Regions from separate parts of the Mus musculus genome. Here region 1 is linked to region 2. Evidence: chromatin contacts called from public Hi-C data. All regions are on one chromosome and are shown on one strand. Each heading gives the region's core, a stretch centred on a gene start, on an enhancer-like site or on the middle of the called end of the contact. The rest is flanking DNA. Distances are from core to core; before and after follow the strand shown. Region 1 has its middle 11 kb from the start of 1700109G15Rik. Region 2 has its middle 100 kb from the start of Aatf.

Region 1 (6,790 bases), core at 619-3,118, 290 kb after region 2:
GTGTATGGAGTTCACCTCTCTCCTGTTCATCCCCTTCAGCCCCAACCTTGCTCCGTCTCACGTCCATGGGACTGGGTGTCTTTTCTCTAGTGAAGGACAGAATTAATATTAAGTCCAGGCATAGTGGCATACAATTTTAGTCCCAGAACACAGGAGGCAGAAGCAGGTGGATCTCTTTGAGCTGGAGGCCAGCCTGGTCTACATAGTGAGTTCCAAGCCAGTCAGGAAACCACAGTGAGATCCTGTCTCAAAACAAAACAAAGACAAACCACACATATTAAGATTCAACTAAGCATCCTGCTCTGCAGCTAAGATCTAATGTCCATATGGCTCCAGTCCTCACCAAATCTGTCTGTGGGAGCCTTTGGGAGTGCTGCTACCGAGGACATGCAGGATACAGGTAGTTGCTCACTGAAGCTCATAACTCAGCAGTTGGTTAGGGCTTCTCCCCCAAGCAATTATGCACTGTCTAAGCGAAGAGCCTTGGAATTATATGTGCTTGTTATTAATCACATCCAATCATCAATCAGCCGGCCATTCATAAAACTGATACACGCCCTACTATATGTGAGATACTCAGCTGGGGGCGGTGGCAGGTACTGACTTCGAGGAGTGTAGAACTTAGGAAGAATTCATGCGGTTGTACAAGTGACTCAGAGGCCAAACCTGACTGAGCACCTCTGGGATGGACATGAGACTGGGGGTGAGTCAGAGTTCATGAGATTCCACTCCCCCAAATGTAGAGATTCTTGGCAATCATGGAGGTCCTATTTCACCAGAGAGGTGAAGCACTTCAGCCAAGGTCACACAGCTGGGTGTACCATAAATAGGTGATGGATCTGCTGAGATTACTCACCAACCCCAATTACATCTTCACCACTAATAACTTGGCTCACGCTCCCCTAATGGGATTTCCTCCTTGGACATCAGCCTTCCCTTCCCCCCTTCCACTGACACTGGCCAATTAGACAAGGGCAGGTGCTGTGATTGGGGTCACAGTGAGAGGAAGAGATGGAGAGGGCCACAGCTCACCCCCAACCTCAGCTGAGAAAGAGGTGATCCGTCTCAGGCACTCACAGCCTGTAATGAAGTCTGGGAGAAGGTTGTCCATGTGGGGGAGAGAGAGGGGCAGGTTTTGAAGCCAGCTCACTACCACCACCCCATGACACTAATCTGAACACTGTACCCCTTTCTGCTCCCTATCTGAGCCTGGCAGGCCTGGAGAGACATGCAGGACCGCAGACATCCAAGCAGATGAACAGCGCCAAAGGCAGCCAGACAAAGCGAGAAACAGGCTGGAGCTCAGCTTCAGTGTGCTTGGCTACTGTCCAGTGGAGGCCCTTTTGTTAGGTGCTGCCCTCCACTTCCAGTGGCTGAGGCACAGGAAGTCCAACGCCTCTGCTGTGCAGGAATACTGGAGGGGCTGGAGGCAGATCCCAGCTTTCCTCTGTAGGAATGCACGGTCTCCTCGTGGGGCACCACAGGCTCAAGTAGGAAAGAGCTAGACTCTGCCAACAGCAAAAAAGTCTGCAGGTGTGTCAGAGCATCTGTCCTGGAAGCTAAGGCCACCGGCTCAACTACAGTAGAAGGGCACAGCATCATGTGTGCAGAGGCAGGTACCATCAGGACAACTACGGCCTCTGCCCCAACCAGAGCACAGCAAGGCTCTCTGATGATCTCGGGAGAGTCCTAGCTGGCTAATCTGGAGCCTTGCGGTCCCCAGAACACTGGTTCTTTGGGTCTAATTTAAATCCCTTCTGCTGCAGCTTAAATCTAATTCCAGTGATCAGTAGGTGGTCAGTGGGGTGGAGCAAAGAAGCAAAGAACAGATGTTACCGGATGCCAGCTTCATTCAGATTCCCTGCTCAGCAGTCTGGTCAGCTGGAGTTGTCTGAAGGAGCCTCTCTGCTCCCAATCACATAGAGGACCTGGGTGTGTGTGGGACCTGCCAAAATTTCTTTTTTGGGGGCGGGGGTGGGGTCCCTGCCAAAATTTCTAATTTGAGTGCGGGATTTGTGTCTTGAGTGCACAGGTAGAGACATGAACTTGCCTCTGGCATGCCACACAACCGGATTCCCACTTAACAGCCCAGGGCCAGACACCCAAGTTCCATCCCACGCAATACATAGGCTCTTCTCTGCTCAGCCCTTTCTCCTAAGTGACCCCAGGTCATGGACTTTCCTCAGCTTCCTCCTGTGCCATTTCCCTCCGGTCTAGATGTCCACATCCAAGACCAAAACAAAACAAAACAAAACCCCTTAAGGAGCCGGCGGCTGTCAAGGATGGGAATGGAGCAGGGAAGGCTGACCCAGAGCATACCGCACAGAAGGTCTCTGTTCACCTGAGCCTCTCCCTGGTGCCTGCCTGGCTGTCCCCTGCCAGCTCCACCTAACCCAGTGCCAGCAGACCCAGCAGGAGTGCCCGGCTCTGTTGAGCTCCACAGCTAAAGCAAAGCGCCCCGCGCCTGCGCACCCTGAGCCTCTGTGGGGGCGTTCCTGATCTGCCCCCAGGATGTTAAGTGCAGGGCCCAGGCTTAAGTAGCAATTAACGCTACAGAGGAAGAAAGAGAAGGCCAAACAGCCTGCTGTTTATTTCCACCTCTCTCTGATCCATGTTCCTCCTAGTTACAAGAAAAGAGGAAGAGAGAGTGAAAGAGAAGAAGGGAGAGAGAAGAAGAAGAAGAAAAAACCTGCACTAAACCAAACTGTAGTGCAATTACAGCTGGAGGGAAAAAAAAAGACATGCATTAAATGGATGTTTCTGCACAAAAACCCCAGGCTGACAACATCTCTGGCCTTGTAAAGGGGAAAGGACTGTGCCTGGGTGTTTACATAGCCGAAATCAGGGAGAATTATGCTGTCATACTGACAACTGTAGGAGGACAATTTTAAAATTACACCGTTCAACACCTTTAATGATTTGTAACAGAAGAGGTGTGGCTACTCCTATTAAATGTGTTGCCAAATCAATAAAAGGGATAATTGGAGTTGTTAGAGCAAATTATAGCAGCGTTTCTTCTGTTGCTGTACAATGTTGCCTTGTAAACCGCTATTACAGGCAGCGCCGTATTTCTCTCTTATTTGGGCGCTTTGTAATGAGTTGGCATTTTGCGGCATAATAGTTCCACTTTCTTTTATGGAGCGCTCACTTTAACTTTTTCTCCTTTGTGCAGCCTATAATTTCCTCGCCCTCCCTGCCTCCCTGCCTGTTTTCAGAGGTGGCCGCGCTGCCTGTCAGCAGCCTCTGGGTGATAAACTATATTATTTCACATTATTTTCCGGCCTTTTCAATTGGCAGTCAGATGGGGTTGAGGGGTAGATGGGTCTGAAGGGATGGGCATGGGGAAAGTGGCGAGAGACGGGGCCGGGAGAGGTTTTTTTAAAAATTCACATCAACAGCAAGGGAAGGGAGTAAGAGAAGGGCAGACTGGCCTTACTCCCCCCGGGGGCGGGGGCTTGGCCCTCTAAACATAGGACTTTGGACAGAGTGGTGAGCTTCTGGCTGGGGGAGGGGAGACGCTGTCCTATCAGGTCTAGGCATCCCAGAATATCTGACTTAACCTTACTCATTGAAACAAACTAATAATCCCAGAACTGAGGAGATATTGATCCTAATGGGCCCTCTCCCCGCCCCAGAAAAGCTGTAAGGCTCTCCGCCCTGGGAAACACCTTGTGACTCTCAGGTGTATGAACCAGAGGAGACAGACAACCCGTTCCCACTGCAGGGAAGACAGAAACTTCCGAGGCACCATGTTTTCTGCTGGAAAGATCCACCTCAGGCCTATTCCTGGGGACTTGTCGGTTGTCTCGCGCGAGCATTGAACCCAGGAATCCAGAGCTCCTGACTTGACTGTGCTTCCTTGGCTCGCCTGCCCTCGGGCCTTGGCCCCTGGCGGGGCAGGACAGAGTCCTTGGGCAGGCAGGGTCCCTTCCTACTGTGTACATCATTCAACTCCTGTAACAGCAATAAAAGCTCCTGGCCTAGAGAAGCCTCACTCAGTCAGTCCCTGCATCGGGCTGCAGGAGCATCAATCTGAATTACCAAGAGGTCTCAACAAGAGACAATTGGAAAAGAAATGCCACTTTATTACTTCCGCGGAGCCGCCATCCCTGGAACCCATCTGCTGCCAAGCGGAATGCGCGCGCGGAAGCTGCGTGGAGCTCAGATAAGACTTGATGGTGGACAAATAAGACTCGTTTGCAGTGCGCAGCATCGATTTGCTTGCCAACCATGAGCAAAGTTCTAATTCTCCCTGGTAGGCTCTGCAAGCACCCTCTTGTTTCAATCCTTCATGAGCAAGCTAACTTTATCTTAGAAGGGCACGTGAAAGCCGGTCTGCTCAGGTACGCAGAGAAGTTTGGATGACTGAGGTTCCAGGGCTTGCCCCTAACCTGGGCCAGATTTCCAGGGACTGTTTGAGCACCAAAACCCCTGGCATAAGGCAGACACCCATGCAGATGTTCTTATAATACCACTTACAGGAGAAGCTGAGAAGGCTTCAACTCAACCAAGAGTTCATTCATTCACTTTCCATCTTCTTCTCCCCCCACCCATGGTACTGAGTACCAGGAGGAGGTTGCACCCAGGGCCTTGTGTATACTAAGCAAGAACTCATCAGCCATCCATCCATCCAAACTTTCAGCCCTGTAATTGTCAGTTTACCCAGTGTTAACTATCTCCAAGATTCCAAGCACAGCCCTAAGGGTCTGGGTCAGTAAAATAGGCGCCCTCTCGGCCCTTATGGAGCTGATGTCCTGTTGGAAGCTGATCGTGGGCTGAATTACCAAGAGGTCTCAACAAGAGACAGACATCGAATAACCATAGCAGTGTGTCATTAAAGAGTGTGATAAATGCCAAAAAAAAGGAAAGACAAGAGCTTATCCATAACAACAGCCTGGAAGCAACTCCCATGCACAAGAGGGGCCAGAATGCTCAAGTCCACTGGCCTTAAATAAAGATGCAGAGACAGGCAAGAGTCCTGGGTAACTAGGGACATGCCAAGAGCTGGCCATTGATCCAAGCTTGCAAGAGATAGCCAGAGAGGGCTTGTAGCAGGAGGACCCAGTTTCACAGTAGGAACCCTACTTGCCACAGCCAGGCAGACTGGATGAGAGTGGCTCGATGCAGAAACTGAGAGGCCAGCTGGGAGGCCTTCACTGGGATCAATGGAAGCATGCACAGTGGTTTACAGTGAGCAGATTGAAAGAACACTTGACATCATTGGTCACCAGAAAGTTCTGTCGCCATACTACTCCACACTGCACCCATAAGAGTGGTACACATGGAAGAGATTAAGTAATTGACAGAAAGGAGGGGGTGGGAGCTCTCACATGGCGCTGGAGGAATGTAAATCAGTATAAGCACTCTGAGTGGGGGCCGGGGTGGGGTTGGTAGTTCTGTTTGAAGCTAAGAGTAAGTGCATCTTATGACCTAGCCTGAGTTTCATCCAAAAGACATGAACTTTATAATAGACAAACCCAGGAAACATAGCAAATACTCATGCCAGCAATGCTAACACTGGAATTGTGCTATGAGGCTGGCAACATCCTTTTTTTTTTCTTCTTCAAGAGAGGCGTTGGGATAAGGTAGAAAGTTCAGAAAATAGTCAGGAAATCCAGCTTGTAGGTCTGTACCTGAGGGAACATATTTAATAATTGTAGAGTTGGAGAACAAACGACGTTCATCCACATCGTGGAACGACATTGGGCCATTAAAAGGGGACAAGTTACGTGCTACATACATATATCTCACACCAAGAGGGGACATGGTCTAGGTTCTTTTCACTCGGAGCTCAGAAACAGGCAAGATGTAGCACAATTAGTGGCCTTGTATGCCTAAAGCCCCAAGTTCAATCCCCAGGACCAGGTAAGGTGAGAGTGGTAGTGTTGGTTGGGCTGTAACTCCAGGCCACGGGAGGTGGAGGCAGCGGGACCATAGCAGGGATACATATGCTCGGGGTACATAGCAAGTTTGAGATCAGTCTGGGTTCTGTGAGGCTCTAACTCGAGTAAGCAAACAAAGGAACAGACAAGAGAAATCCCTAAGAATCCCAGACTGGAGCACAGGGATGACTAAGGGATGGGAGGGAGCCTGCGGGAAGGCTAGAGGTTTTTCCATCTTGCTTTGATGGGTGGAGACACAGGTGTGGACATTCTTCCAGGCAGTGCCCCAGGATTGAGTGAGATGGTGAATAGGAGAGACCGGCATTCTCCCTCACAGTGGCTTTCTTCTGCGTACACCAGGGAAACAAAAAGAGTTGAGACTAGCCCAACAGCTAAAACTGACTCTTCTCACCACCTGGGAAGAGCAGAGTAAATGTTTGCTCGAAGGATGTACCCTGTGGTTTTACAAAAAGCTTCCAGACTGACCACTGACCGGGAGGCCTGTGACCAGCCTCAGAATCAACAAGCCCAGGGAATGCAATGTGGCGTTTCCCACTAGCAAGAAAGCCTCTTGCTTCCAGCTGCCATATTACCACTGGTGACCGTCTCTGAGTCCCTTTTTATTCTAATTGCATTGAATCACACCATTTTCACGGGATAATGGGATTTCCACGGGTGACACAGAGTTGTAACTAAGACTAGATGAGGCCACTGCTGGTAAATTGGGATGAAAGGCGCTCTGGGGAAGTCACAGAAAGCTTCCCAAAGTGCCCTTCTTACAACCCTGTGAAGTGGACATTCTCACTGAGGATACCAGAGCTCAGAGAGAGAGCTCAGTCTTTGCAGTGCACCCAAGCCCTTTTCAACATGTTGCCCCTACCCTGCTGGTCCTCTGATGCTGTCCCTGA
Region 2 (6,240 bases), core at 3,182-5,681:
CTCCTGGGCTCAAGCATTCCTATGCCTCAGCCTCCCCACAAAGGCGTGGCTACCTATGCCCCGTCCAGAAGGCCCAGAAGTCTTTACAGAATCAATATGTCTGGTGCCAGGGGATGTAACTCAGTTGGTAAAGAACCTGCCTAGAATGCATGAAGCTCTGGGTCTGATCGCAGGCATAAACCAGGAGTCCTGAGAGGTTTAGACCACCCTAGGCTACCTGAGACCCTGTCTCAAAACAGAATTAACAAATTTATCCTAAAACCTTATGGACATACAAGGGACCAAATAACCAGACATTTCTGATAAATATTTATAGGACTTATTGCTGGCTGATCTCAAAACAGATACAGTATAAAACAATAACTACATATTGTTTTATATAATTAATCTTACACTTATGGTCAATTGATTTTGGACAAAAACTGTATTCTCAGACTTCCATACCAGGACCGAAGACAAACTGACAGTATACAGTACAGGTAAGAAGTAGGCAAAGCCGGGTGTCGCACGCCTTTAATCCCAGTGCTCGGGAGGCAGAGGCAGGCAGATTTCTGAGTTCGAGGCCAGCCTGGTCTACAAAGCAAGTTCCAGGACAGCCAGGGCTACACAGAGAAACCCTGTCTCCAAAAACCAAAAAAAAAAAACAAAAACAAAAAAACCAAAAAACGAAGTAGTAGGCAAGTTAGCCCAGCAATCCGGAGGCTCAGGCAGGAGGATCCTGGGCTCGTGGCCAGTCTGGGCTACACAGTAATAAGACCTTGCCTCAAAAAACCAACCAACCAAATAACTGAGAGAGCTCTAATTTCTGTGAGAAAGCATCCAGATGTTTGTGACTTTGGGTTAGACAAAAGTCTTCTTAAATATGATACCAAAACTGTAGCAGAAAAAAGGAATCAGGTTTCATTTTGTTTTTGTTTTTGTTTTTTAAACTCAAGTCTCACTATGTAGTCCTGGCTGGCCTCAAACTTACAGAGCTCCACCTGCCTCTGCCTCCTGAGGGCAGGGGTCAAAGGAATTCACCACCACTCCTGGTTCAGATTTTATCAATTTTTTTGTGCGTTAAAGTACATATCTTATTAAGAAAAGCAAAATATGACAACCATTTTTCTAATGAAGGACTCACATTCAAAACATACAAGGAATCAACACAGTAAGAAATGGGCACAAGAAAAAAAAAAGGGCACAAGGCGCAAAATTCGAACAATAGATGGATAGATAGATGGCTAATAAAGATCTAAGAAGAGGCCCTAGGTCGGGCATTAGGGAGGTGCTTGGAGGCCACGCTGAGAGTCCTCACTAGTACGGCTGTAGACAGAGGACAGCGGGGAAGCATTGGGAAAATATGCCAATGTGGTCACTCCATAAGCCATGAACCGTGGCCTTACCTATAACTTCTGTAGCCGGGAATGCCCTGCTTACCCACGAGAAATGAAAACATGGCCCATGAAGCCTGTGGCCATGCACATCGGTCTAATACACCCTCTCGACATAGCTGAGTGGAATGTGCTATTAAACATATGGTGTGACACTGCCCTGGTAAAGATGAACAGACTACAAAACACACTGCATGAGAGATGCGCTGAGGGAAAGAAGCCTGACTGAAGCTGCTTGCTGTCAGACCGTTTCTGTTAAACCATCCAGGAATGGTGCCTGCAGCTACAGTTAGGAAGTTATTCCTGGGCTCAGGGCCAGGGATGCACTGTCAATCAGAATGGAGCATTGACAGCATCACACTGCAGCCTTCCTGAGGACCACTGAACGAGATGTTTACAGTGGCTGGGTTTCCATGGGGACCAGGAAATGGCTCAGCAGTTCTTCTTCCAGAGGACCAGGGTTCAATTCTTAGTACTCACATGGTGGCCACCAGTGACTCTAGTTCCAAAGATGCGACACCCTCTTCTGCAGACACAAGGCATGTATATAGTGTACACGCAGGCAAGAACAGCCCCACATGCAAAAGAAAAGATAAAATCCTACCCCCCCCCCAAAAAAGGGTGGATTTTGAACTGTTCATTACACCTCAGTAACAAAGCTACACAGTGCCTGAGGAACTAGCAAGGGACAGGGGTGACAAGGGTGCCATGCACTGGAATCCAGGCTCTTCAGGTCACCTGCCCCAGCTGCCCTCTCTGATCGCTGGTTTCTTCTTTTCTATTGGTTCCCACTCCTCAGCAGCAGGGCTGCACCCCTCAGCTGCTGTCTCCCGGGGCCTCTAGGAAAGCTTGATAAAGGAGGGGCCCGGCTGTCCCTGGCACTGGCTCCTTTATTAGCAAATTGGAGTACAAAATGAAACCTGTTAGGGTCAAATCATACGACAACTGTCTTCGTCTTACTGTTCTCTCTCAAACTCTTCTAGGGCTGGCCACTGTGGATTTGGTTCAGCTTAGCTGTGTGTGTGTGTGTGTGTGTGTGTGTGTGTGTGTGTGTGTGGTGGTGGTGGTGTAGCTCCAGGTGATTTGTGATTTGGTTCAGCTTAGCTGTGTGTGTATGTGTGTGTGTGTGTGTGTGGTGGTGGGGTAGCTCCAGGTGATTTGTGATTTGGTGCAGCTTAGCTGAGTGTGTGTGTGGTAGTGGTGTAGCTCCAGGTGAGCCGCCCTGACACAGAGCTCACAGCGCCCAGGCATTCTCTGTGACCCTCCAGGCCATATCCTTGCCTTCCCCACAGGCCCAGACTGGAATTCCTCAACTCCCAAGCAGCACCCCAGGGTGTGACCTCTACTGTGCAGACAGGGGTCCTCAAGGAGTTTCTACAAGTCATTGCTGTTGGGAGTGAAGACATCTCACGCCTGACCTTCAACATAACCGCACAGTCTCAAGCCACATAAGTGTGTGCACAGCCCCCTGGGTGAAGACTCTGGTCACCAAGCCCTGTGCTCAAAGTATGGTGGACCAAACGTCCCTTCCCTTCTGTGCAGGCTCCTGGGCTCCACCCTGGATATCAGCCAGTAGGAGCTGCCCTCCAGACTATGACTGAGCACCGGGCTGGGCTGCAGGGTCTCGCTCCTTCCATGGTTCATGCAGTTCCCAAGCTGATCTCCGGGTCACTTATAGGCACAGAGGCAATGGGGTGGAGACTTCTCAGGCCGGTTCACACCACCCTACAGTATCTGCATATTAAACTATCAGGGACAGCACTGCCTTCAAAGAGAGAGGATCAAAATGTTGTCATCTTTTAATTTAATCCTTTTGTTGCATGGGATGGTCTTAAGAGGGATGAGAGAGATCCAAATAAAAATGGAAACAAACTATATCTTTGGGAAAACTATATCTTTGTGGCTGTTAGGTTTTAGCCCTTTTTTTTTTCTCAATTTGGGCCATAAAATAGGTCAGCTCCATTACTGATCAGCCTTCCCACAAATATTTAAAACAAATTGAATTGCACACCCAATACCCATCACAATTACACCAGGCACAATAACTAAATTAGCAATTCAACAAAATAATTGGAAATGCGATTCTCTATTCCACCAGTCTCCCTCGAGGCTTTAGCCGATCTATGGGGGAAAACTCGGCTTTCCTAATTCTGCAGCTAATTAGAGGCACACTTGTAAATGAAGTTGTTTGTCTTGAAGTTGAAATTCTCTTCTGGGGGGTGGGGTGGGGGAGAGGCAAGGGGAGACTACAAGTCCTCACTGTGGAAGGAGTGTATGCGTAGAGCTTCGTAGAACAGAAGCCCAGCTTCCAGTGAGCTGCCCTGTCTACACTTAATAAAACATCAGCTTTTCACTATCACATAAATGACAGAAAAGGGCCAGCCTGGCGCTCAACTTTGAAAATAATGAGGCACACGTGTTTGTTGTACTTACAACAACCAGGGGCCACGAGGACTGTCAAAACCAGAATGACACAGTAGCCATCAGTGACAGAATCCACAGCTGCTGCTTGTTCCCCCTGACCTCCACTTGGAACAGAAAACCAAGGGTTTTACCTTAAAAGGAATGTAAGGTGCACCGCTCCTGGCCCTCGGAAGCCAAGGCAGGACCTCCTGACCAGAGCACAAATCCCCGTGGCCTACTTGCCCAGGCCACTGCAAGAAGCAATCTCAAGGCTTAGGCCGTCCTTGGCCTCATTTTGCTCCTCCTGGAAGGAAGAGTTCCGTCTAATTATATAACAGGAACTAGGGCTTACATCTGTCCCCTCTCACCCTCCTCCAGGATTGAGATGTGACCTTAAAACAGTCTCTACGGGGTTCCAGAGGTTTGAGGGGCCAACCAACCGCAGGACATTCTGCCCTGTAGGAGTTACACACACACACACACACACACACACACACACACACACACACGCTGGGCCTGGGCCTCTGGGAGCAAAGCTTTTCAAGGCAGGTGCCCCACAGAATCCTGGGAAAACACTGCAGCTTGTTAGGTGGGGTTGCAGAGAGCCCCCATTCCTGCTAAGGCACCGATAAGTGGATTCAGAGTCCCCTGCCCCTTTCTGCTTATCTTCTCAAACAATACCAGCCCAGAGTTATCACACTCCAACGTGTTCCCTATTAGGCTTCCGTGGGGCTCTTAAAGCCAAGTGCAGCACGCTACAACTTGAAAGGACACAGGAGTCAAACTGGAAAATAATTGTGTGGCTTCAGGGATTCTGTCCCCGCCTAATCCCCCAGGAGAGGCTCACCCTCCCACAAGCACTCTGGGCACTAGACAAACCACCCACGGCAGCACTTTTGCTTACCCCAGATCCTAGGGCTGAGAACTCGGGAGACATGCCGCTTCCACATCTCGAAGGGCCTGTGAGCTCTGCCTATGGGGCCTGGCACAGGTGTGCGACTCGCAGGCCTGTCTGCCCGGGGACAGCTGGAGCTCTGGCTGGCCTGTCAACTCTCAAAAAGATGGGGGAGTAGTTACACAAAGCTGCACCGTCCTGCAGCCTTAGGTAGCCCCACTAATCAACCTTACCCTATAAACATTCCATCAGATAGCTAGGTCTACCTGCCCCGAGCCACTCCTCGAGTCAGCACCTCTTAGGCTTCCCAGACATCACCACAGGACTGGACATCACCAGAGGACAAAGGGAGTCCCACACCTGGACATCACCACAGGACCGGCAGGCCTGGACCTCTCTGTGGAAAGCGACTGCAGAACTGAGTTAATTGCTCTCATCTCCTGTGGGCACCACCTGCATGCTAATGCACCCGCCCTCCAGCGGGCTCTCTGGGTAAGGAAGCATCCAGAACACCACACCAAATCCTCCTAGGCAAAGTGAGCCACACCTGAGAGTGGGTTCAGGGGCAGGCGTCTAGGCAGAGCAGCAGGTGTGACGGCGGCAGTAAACGCCGGGATTGAGAGGACACCAGCTGGAGCACAGCTCTAGGTGTGGCCTCAGCCAGAGCCCACCTCACCGTAAGTCGATAAACAGCTGAGAACCGGGCCAGGAGCAATATCCTAAACAGATCCTGTGACTTCCTAAGGCAGCCACTGCCCACTCAAGACCCTAAAAAATAGGCTGACTGACCCATCTAATTCTCCAACTTAAAAAAAAAAAGATTTTATATTTGTTAGTTTGTATGGGTGTTTGGCCTTCATGTATGTCTGTGTGCCATATATGTACCTGGTGACAACAGAGGCCAGAAGAGGGCATCTGATCCCCTAGGACTAGAGTTGCAGATGGTTGTGAGTCACCCATGTGGTTTCGAGGAATTGAACCCAGGTTCTCTGGAAGAGCAGCCTCTTAAGCTCTGAGCCATCTCCAGCTCCAAGATTTTTTTTTTAAGAGTATGTGTCTGGCTGGGCAGTGGTGGCGCACTCCTGTAATCCCAGCACTTGGGAGGCAGAGGCAGGCGGATTTCTGAGTTCGAGGCCAGCCTGGTCTACAGAGTGAGTTCCAGGACAGCCAGGACTGCGCAGAGAAACCCTGTCTCAAAAAAAAAAAAAAAAAAGAGTATGTGTCTGCCTCTTTGTCTGTCAGTCTGTCTGTGTCGAAGTTGTCTTTGGCATTCAGAAGAGAGAGCTGGAGTGACAAGCAGCTGTGACCTAGGTGCTGGGAACTAACTTAGGTCATCTAGAAGAGTGCTACATGTCCCTAACCACTGAGCCATCTCTGCAGCCCTCAGACCTCCACAGAAAGCATCACAGACTGTGGTTCACCCTCAGGTTACTGACAGGAACCCCGAGTCTGACTTCCACCTGTCTGTCCTCCATCCACAGCACAGTTCTATGTGTCCTGTCTCTAAAGTCCTGACAAACTCACTGTCTGTCCCCCTGAGTCAGCAAGTGCCAGTGCACCCAGACTGTG

The links. Hi-C and Micro-C count contacts between places; a contact is called where the count stands out from the background.
Region 1: a Hi-C map of the G1E-ER4 cell line shows a contact between it and region 2, with 2.3 times the contacts expected there. The contact joins two enhancer-like sites. A contact is called at or near these places in 9 of 484 Hi-C or Micro-C datasets (the G1E-ER4 cell line, Th1 cells, beige adipocytes and 6 more) and 4 of 115 datasets of contacts at active chromatin or transcription factors (embryonic basal ganglia and embryonic stem cells).

The regions. Positions count from the first base shown.
Region 1 is chr11:84,705,538-84,712,327 of GRCm38.p6, forward strand. No RefSeq gene overlaps it. Among named protein-coding and RNA genes, the nearest start is that of 1700109G15Rik, 11 kb to the right of the region's middle. Within about 2 kb of position 1,869, at least 37 of the 459 cell types and tissues checked have an H3K27ac peak or open chromatin away from gene starts, as enhancers often do. A contact at or near this core is called in the G1E-ER4 cell line, where this site is marked.
Region 2 is chr11:84,408,885-84,415,124 of GRCm38.p6, forward strand. No RefSeq gene overlaps it. Among named protein-coding and RNA genes, the nearest start is that of Aatf, 100 kb to the right of the region's middle. Within about 2 kb of position 4,432, at least 15 of the 459 cell types and tissues checked have an H3K27ac peak or open chromatin away from gene starts, as enhancers often do. A contact at or near this core is called in the G1E-ER4 cell line, where this site is marked.